Linked DNA regions of Mus musculus: region 2 is linked to region 1. A link is a contact called in public promoter capture Hi-C data. All regions are on one chromosome and are shown on one strand. Each heading gives the region's core, a stretch centred on a gene start, on an enhancer-like site or on the middle of the called end of the contact. The rest is flanking DNA. Distances are from core to core; before and after follow the strand shown. Region 1 holds the start of Itm2c (integral membrane protein 2C). Region 2 has its middle 28 kb from the start of Gpr55.

Region 1 (3,679 bases), core at 387-2,886:
GATAATGAGGCTCTGTGAGGTACAGAGAGAGAGAGAGAGTAGCCAATCAGATGAGGAACATGCAAATGAGGCTTAGTGCATAACCAATCCGTGTGTGAGACACGCCTCTTCTAGGCCTATATAAGCAGCACCAGTTCTGGGCTTGGGGTCTCTTCACCTCTGCAATCAAGCTCTCCCAATAAATGTGTGCAGAAAGATCCTGTTGCAGTGTCGTTCTTGCTGGTCGAGTCCGGCGCGTGCAAGAGGATGTGACATGCCTGTGTACTATGTAGTGCTCATCAAAAGGTGACTTCAGCAGGGGAGGAGTCCAGTATTCCAGTAGACAGATGGCCCGTTCTGTGGACAGTCAGCCTCTTTCCCCAGCCATCCCTGTCATTGTCCAATGGGCCTATGAACAAGCGGCCATGCCGATAGAGATGGAAACTATACCTGGACTGGCAATATGGACTTCCACTCATTGAAGTGATCTGGTAACAGCTGCAGCTGAGTGCCAGATCTGCCACACCAGCAGTGACCGTCACTGGCCACCATTCCCTGAGTTGGCCAGCCAGCACCCTGGTGGCAGGTCACCTACATTGGACCGCTTCTTTCATAGAAAGGGTAGTGCTTAGTCCTTACCAAAGTAAGCATCTACTCTGGTAATGGATTTGCCTTTCCTGCATGTAATGCATCTCTCTATTCTCTCAATTCCTGCAGTGCCAGTGGCCTTCGCACCATTTACATCTTTTACCATTATACATTTTACCATTTATATTCTACTGCCTTAAGCTATGTATCTCCTGGACTGCCTGGTTCATACAAGATCTAAACCGAGATACAATGGTCTAGTGCCTAAGGCAACTCTGTCCAAGCCGTGACAGGTAGGAGAGGGCAGCAGAGCCTACTGGACTGTCCTCAATACGCCAGCAGAATGCTCGGCCCCCATTACCAGCACCTTTGTAGAACTGACGCCAAGCACGGCAGGCTCGGTGCTATCACAGCCTGGATTGGGAACAGCGAGGAGAGATCTAGGACTTTGTTGTCAAGAGATGGCCCTGCAACATAAATCTTGGCTTCTTCCTAATACCCGGTGATACACTGCAGGAGCAGAGTCCTGACTGGAACCCAAAACCTCTGGCCCAGCCCCCCGTAATTCTTGTCATATTTTCCAGTCACGATTCCACTCCTGCAAGGTATTGTAGGTCTTATGCACCTCAAGTTACCCACCTCCACTCCCTGAAGGTTTTGCAGGATGAAGGATAGAGAAAGATGCATGGTGGAGAATGAAGGCGGTGGGGATGGATTTAGAATTCAGGATAGAGGCAAGCAGTTAGGCGTCTGGAGTTGATGCCCCTTTCCAGCCTAACACATGTTGGAGGAGGAAAGCTTAGAACAGTTAGTTACTCTGCGTCTTCTCTCAACATAATCAAAGATATCGAGGAGGAGGGAGATGCAGTTTGTTAGAAGCACGTTGCCAGGCAACGTCGTGTTAAACTACATGTGAGGATGCTAGTCATGGGCAGGGAGAAGGAAGGGGTCCAAGCTCTTGCGCGACGACTGAATGAATGAATATAAGCAAGAGGTGGAAGGAAATCTCAGCATTCTTCAGCTACAGTGCTGCCCGGTGCAGTTCGGCGCAGGCGTCAGGTCCTTCCTTGGAAGGCGGGGCGGGACGCGTTCGGGGCGGGGACAGAGGCGAGGACTCCGGAGCCATCCAAACTTCCGGTGCCTGCGGCGCAGCAAGAAGCAGGCATTGCGATCGAGGTTGCACTGGCAGGGGCTGCAGGGAGCAGGCGCAGGTCAACGCAGCCATGGTGAAGATCAGTTTCCAGCCCGCGGTAGCGGGCATCAAGGCTGATAAAGCGGACAAAGCAGCGGCGTCTGGTCCGGCCTCGGCATCTGCCCCGGCCGCGGAGATCCTGCTGACGCCGGCGAGGGTGAGAGGCTCCGGGTCTCAGATGGGGGCGGGGCGGGGGTGGGGGGTCATCGAGGGACCTAGGCATTCCCCAGTGGCCGCCACGACCAGCGGTACCTCAGAGTCACGAGCGGAAGCGGGATGAGAGGTCTGAAAAGGCTGCTCCATCCGCATCTGGGAAAGGGTCTCAGGACCTTCCCCACAGCGGTAGTCGAAAGCAGAACTGGTCCTTAAGTGGGAACGCACACAGGGTCTTTTCCAAAAGTGGGGGCTTCTGGGCGCGAAGTTCCAAGATAAGGGAAGGTGGCGGACCCATGAAAGTTTGGGGAATGTTGGTGAAGGTTTGCGTCTGGTTCCAATCAAGGGGCAGGGGCCGGGAAGCCAGTCCCCGAGTGGGGGAGGGGAGGAGGGTTGAACGTAGTTTCCCCCAAAGCGGGGCCGGGAAGGGGGGAGGTGATGAGGCCTGATTGGTTGGGGAATTTGGTTGGGGAATCTCTGGTTAGTAACGAAAGGGAGGTGCCATTGTTTTGGTCCTCAAATGGGGTCTGTGGTGGGTGGAGGTTACTGTTGGAACTGGCAGACCTAAGTCAGTGATGAGCCTTCTCCCATTTCACACCTGCGGGCCCTACTTCTTAGCTCCTTCTCTGGCTTCCAGCTACGTTGTTACCATCTGCTGAGTGGGCTCCTTACTGCCCCAGTGCCCTAGACATCCCTATAGTCACTCAGTTGGCTTTGTGTGGACTGGCCTTGGTGTGCCCCGCCTTCCCCTGGCTGAGGGGATCCAGGTCATTTCCGCCATGGAAAACTATGCTATGTGGAGTGTGTCGGGGAGGACTCGTGGCAGTCACTGACTGGAAGGACTGGTGACGGAAAAGCGGACCCAGCCGAGTTTCATTTTGCTTCAGTAAGGGTGTTTTCATGGCCACTGTCACACGCCCCCCAGCGGTCCTGGGGCGCACCAAGCCGGGCCTTTCGATCCAGACCGAACCTAAAAAAGCCCCTTCCACTTCCTCCTCCCGGATCAAGTTTTGAAGCTCTGATTCTGCCTTTGCCTGGGCATATATGAGGAACTCGTGGGGAATGATCTGGAAGAGGGGGTCATGCAGTGGGCCAGTCTGAGCAGAAACGGTGATGCCAGGGACTCAGGCAGCTCTGTTCTAGTCACTACAGCACCGAGCAATTCAGACACCAACAAGAATTCATTGGCCAACCAGGTGGGGGGGGTTGAAGGGTGTCTGAAGCCTAGGTGGAGAGGGACACCCCATACTTGACTTTGTTTTGCAGTTTGAAAAGTTTGCCCTGGGGTTAAGTTTCCTTATTACTTCCAAGAAGGTCCCTCCTCTCTTCTTCTTAGTCTGGATATGGGGGCCCAGGAACTGATAAGTGGCAGATTGTCTGTTGGTACCCAGTGAAGATATAGAACTGGAACCCAGCTGCCTAAAGCCATGGGTCTAAGGGTGATCTAAGGAGCCGGAAGGACTAACTTGAACAACTCAGGAATATCATTATCGCCCCCTTAAGAAGGAAGTCCCAGCAGAGTCAACGTTGACAGGGCACACACTAGGGCAGCTGGCTGATGGATGGTGTCGGATAGGAGGGCTGAGCCCAAGGGTGAAGAAATTATAATTTTTCTCATTAGCCTTGGAAGACTTGGTTATATAAGTCTAGGCAATAATGTGACAGTATACAGATTAACACAAAACACATACTAATAACGAAGAAACCAGACAGAGACTATGAGCCTCAAAGGACCAGGCAATTGATTTTTGTGTAGTAGAAGAGATC
Region 2 (3,679 bases), core at 303-2,802, 94 kb after region 1:
CAAAAGCCTCAAAGGAGTTTCTGTTTTGTTTTTGTTTTTTGTTTTTCGAGACAGGGTTTCTCTGTGTAGCCCTGGCTGTCCTGGAACTCACTCTGTAGACCAGGCTGGCCTCGAACTCAGAAATCCGCCTGCCTCTGCCTCCCGAGTGCTGGGATTAAAGGCATGCGCCACCACTGCCTGGCAAGAAGCAGAGTTTTTCAGAAGGCTGTAAATACCCACTTTGAGAGAGAGAGAGAGAGAGAGAGAGAGAGAGAGAGAGAGAGATCACTTCTGTCATAGAAGGGCAGCTGGTAACAGGTGCCCAAGACCAAAACAAAACAAACAAACAAACAAACGAGAAAAGAGGTCCAAGAGCAACAAAGTACAATAGCCAGACCCAACCAGATGCTGAAGGCAAGCATGCAGAAAGTAACTTCCCTTCCTTTTTTAGAACACGGAGAGGCCAGTAGCAGCCTTTGCATCATAGAGCTGCTGTGAGAAGCCAGTGAGTCAATATATAAAAGGCACACAGAGCGCTGCCTAGACTGTGGAAGCACTTACTAAAGATTTGCTGCTGGGTTTCAATGTCAGCTTGCCACAGAGAAGAATTACCGGGAGAACAATCCTGATTGCTTCAATTGATGTGGGAAGACCCTCCCTCCCCAAAGTAGGGCACCCTCTGGTAGCTGCTCAGATTTCAAAAGGGCAAGGTAGAAGGTGGGTCTTTTGCCTCTGTTCCTTGGCCTTCCCCCTTGCCTCATTGCTGGCATTAAAGGCGTGCGCCACCATGCCCGGCTTGTTTTTGTTTTTTAAGCTTTAGTATTTTTCAAGTTTCCCAAATACTTTGTGTTGGAACTTCAGAGTTGGAAAATACTGTATATGTAGCACACCACTCTTACAAACAAACAAACAATACAAGATCTGTTACTCAGTTCCTGCATTCTTTTCCCTGAATCTGGAAAGCCCAGGGGAACCTTTTTATTCTTTACATAATCTCCATCAAACGATTTAAACCCACAAGTGAGAAGACACATGGGCTTTTATTTCTTTTGGTCTCTTTTTGTTTGTTTTGCTTTTTAAGACAGAGTCTTATTACACATCCCAAGCTGTCCTGGAACTCACTTATGTAGTCAGTCTAGCCTTGAACTTGTGATCCCTCCAGCTTCAGCCTGCTAAGTGCCATATGTCACTCCCTATGCCTGGTCAGAGGCCTCTTGTTGCAGCTGCCATTAGACATGGATTCATCTTTAGATTTCTCCTACCATCTATGTCCCTTTATTATGTGACAGCCATTTCTCCTTTCATGAAGAGCTGGTAACTTACCTAATGTCTCCTTTCCCTAAAATGACCATCTCTGTGTGCTTTGAGTGGCAAGGGTTAATTTCCAGCACACCACTGGAATTATGGAAAATAATATAAACAGCACTATACTCTCCCCAGGTTGTTCTCTGACCTCTGTACTCAGCCCATGGCATATGTACCATCTTTCTCTCTCTGGTACACACGCACACTCATGTGATTTTGTGTTGTTTTCAGTGACGGCCCAGTAGATAGGTCTTAACTTCCTGCTTTTTGTGGTTCCTTAATGTGACAGCCACTCTGCAGCCTCGTCACTGGGCTGAGTACAGAGGTCAGAGAACAACCTGGGGAGTCTCGTCATGAATAGGTGCAACAGTTAGTCAGATGTTCTTACCAAAAAACAAAAAAAGGCTTTCACACAAACTCCTGGTTCTGTATCTATGTGAAATTCCCACAACCTAAACATGGGCCCTTTCTTGATATACATTCTCTTCAGCCACTGTCAATATTTGGGAATCTATTAATCCCTAGCTCAATGGGCTGTCCTTCCAACTATCGAGCAAAGCCAAGTGTAGTTCATGTATAGAGACCGTTACCTTGGCTGTGGTAAATTAGATGTCCAAAAAAGGAGTTCCCTCCTATAGGAAGCATGAGCAGAAAAGGTTACAGTGGCATCTTTAGACCAGAGGTTTCCTGATTCTCCAAAAGGAAGCCTAAGGGCAAAGCCAAGGTCAACTCTTTTTCTAGAATTCATCTGAAAGTAAGGTTTCACTTCCGATTTTTTTACTCTTTTAAAATTACTTTTCATTTGGTGTGTGTGTGTGTGTGTGTGTGTGTGTGTGTTAGTGCTTGCTTGTGCACGCAAGAGTGCATCCACATGAGTGTGCGTGTGTACCAGAGAGAGAAAGATGGTACATATGCCATGGGCTGAGTACAGAGGTCAGAGAACAACCTGGGGAGTCGGTTCCCTCCTGTCACCATGTGGGCTCTGGGACAGGAAGTACACTTAGCCTCTGAGCCATTTCCCAACTTTGTTTTGTTTGTTTTTGGTTTTTAGGGGGTTTTGTTTTGTTTTGTCTTGTTTTTCAAGACAGGATCTCTCTATTAGGTAGCCCTGGCTGTCCTGGAATTTGCTATGTAGACCAGGCTGACCTTGAACTCACAGAGATTTGCCTACCTCTGGGACTAAAGGCATTGTCTACCACAGAAAAGATAAGAAACAAATGAGTGTTTATTTACCTTTTTGCCAATTGCACATGTGCATGTATGTATATAACATAATAATTACATATATTATAACCACAACACTAACACTCAGCATGGCCCAGGAATTTGCCATGGACATAACATTGGTGATTTTTCATTTTTATGGCTAAAAGTGTCTGACTGTGTAGATCAAGCTGGCCTCGGTCTCTTCCAAGGCATTGTCTCCCACCCTGACTATTGAATAGTGCTCCTAGCACTGCGTTAAAGAGCTCCATGTTCATCAGCTCATTTAGTTACTCCCAACTATCCTGAGGTAGATACTGTCATTGTCAACTTAAGAGTGAGAAGACTGGGGAGGGTATGGGGGACTTGAAATGTAAATGACGAAAATACCTAATTTTAAAAAAAAGTGTTAACTCTACTGGGGAAAAAAAAACCTACTGTCCTTCAAGAAAGCTCTTGTTACCAACTTCACAACATCCATGGGGTTAAAAACATAATAATCAATTAATTATATTAAAATGTACATGATCCAAAAAAACCCTAAAAACCAAAAACAAACAAAACAAAGTTGGGAAATGGCTCAGAGGCTAAGTGTACTTCCTGTCCCAGAGCCCACATGGTGACAGGAGGGAACCGACTCCCCAGGTTTTGCGTCAAACAAATGTTTGTGATAATAATAATAATTTAAAAAAAGAGTGAGAAGACTGAAACACAAAGAAAGGCAGCTTGTCCAAGGTTACTCAGATCCTCTTGACCCAAAAGGCCATGCTCCTAATCAGCCAGACCCCTAAACCACTGAAGTATTGTTCTCATACACACAGATAGTGACCACAGCAATCTTGATCAATAGCTAATGAACTCTTTGTCCTTCCCCCTGAGTTTTAGCAACACACAATTTAAAAAACCCAGTGAGTGTGTAACAAGGCAGTGACCGGAGGCTGGGGATCCATTTTACCTCTCCTACTGGTCTCATGATGAAGGTCTACACAATGCTTATTCAGAGAGCAAAGGGGGACTGGGAAAAGTCTTAGATGTGAGATTCGGGAGGTGCCTTTCCATAGGAGTTATCACAGAATTACCTATCACTGTGAGAGCCAAGGTCACAGGGTAACCCAGCTCAGGGACTAGCAAGCTCAACTGAGCCGTGCAAATGGGATGCCAATGGGATGGCAACGGGAGGGGAAAGGATCCA

What was found. Promoter capture Hi-C pulls out the DNA fragments that hold promoters and counts their contacts.
Region 2: a contact with region 1 is called in a promoter capture Hi-C map of the HPC-7 cell line. The contact joins the enhancer-like site here to the promoter of Itm2c in region 1. A contact is called at or near these places in 15 of 39 promoter capture datasets (the 3T3-L1 cell line, 3T3-L1-derived adipocytes, the C10 cell line and 9 more), 2 of 484 Hi-C or Micro-C datasets (CD4 T cells and bone marrow-derived macrophages), 16 of 115 datasets of contacts at active chromatin or transcription factors (CD8 T cells, the HPC-7 cell line, SST interneurons and 9 more) and 2 of 9 other capture datasets (adipose tissue and liver).

The regions. Positions count from the first base shown.
Region 1 is chr1:85,892,874-85,896,552 of GRCm38.p6, forward strand. Itm2c (integral membrane protein 2C) reads left to right here and starts at 1,637. Exons shown (of 6, transcript NM_022417.3): 1 at 1,637-1,916. The coding sequence starts at 1,791.
Region 2 is chr1:85,986,984-85,990,662 of GRCm38.p6, forward strand. It overlaps a transcript of Gpr55 not described here. Among named protein-coding and RNA genes, the nearest start is that of Gpr55, 28 kb to the left of the region's middle. Within about 2 kb of position 1,553, at least 32 of the 459 cell types and tissues checked have an H3K27ac peak or open chromatin away from gene starts, as enhancers often do. A contact at or near this core is called in the HPC-7 cell line, bone marrow-derived dendritic cells and bone marrow-derived macrophages, where this site is marked.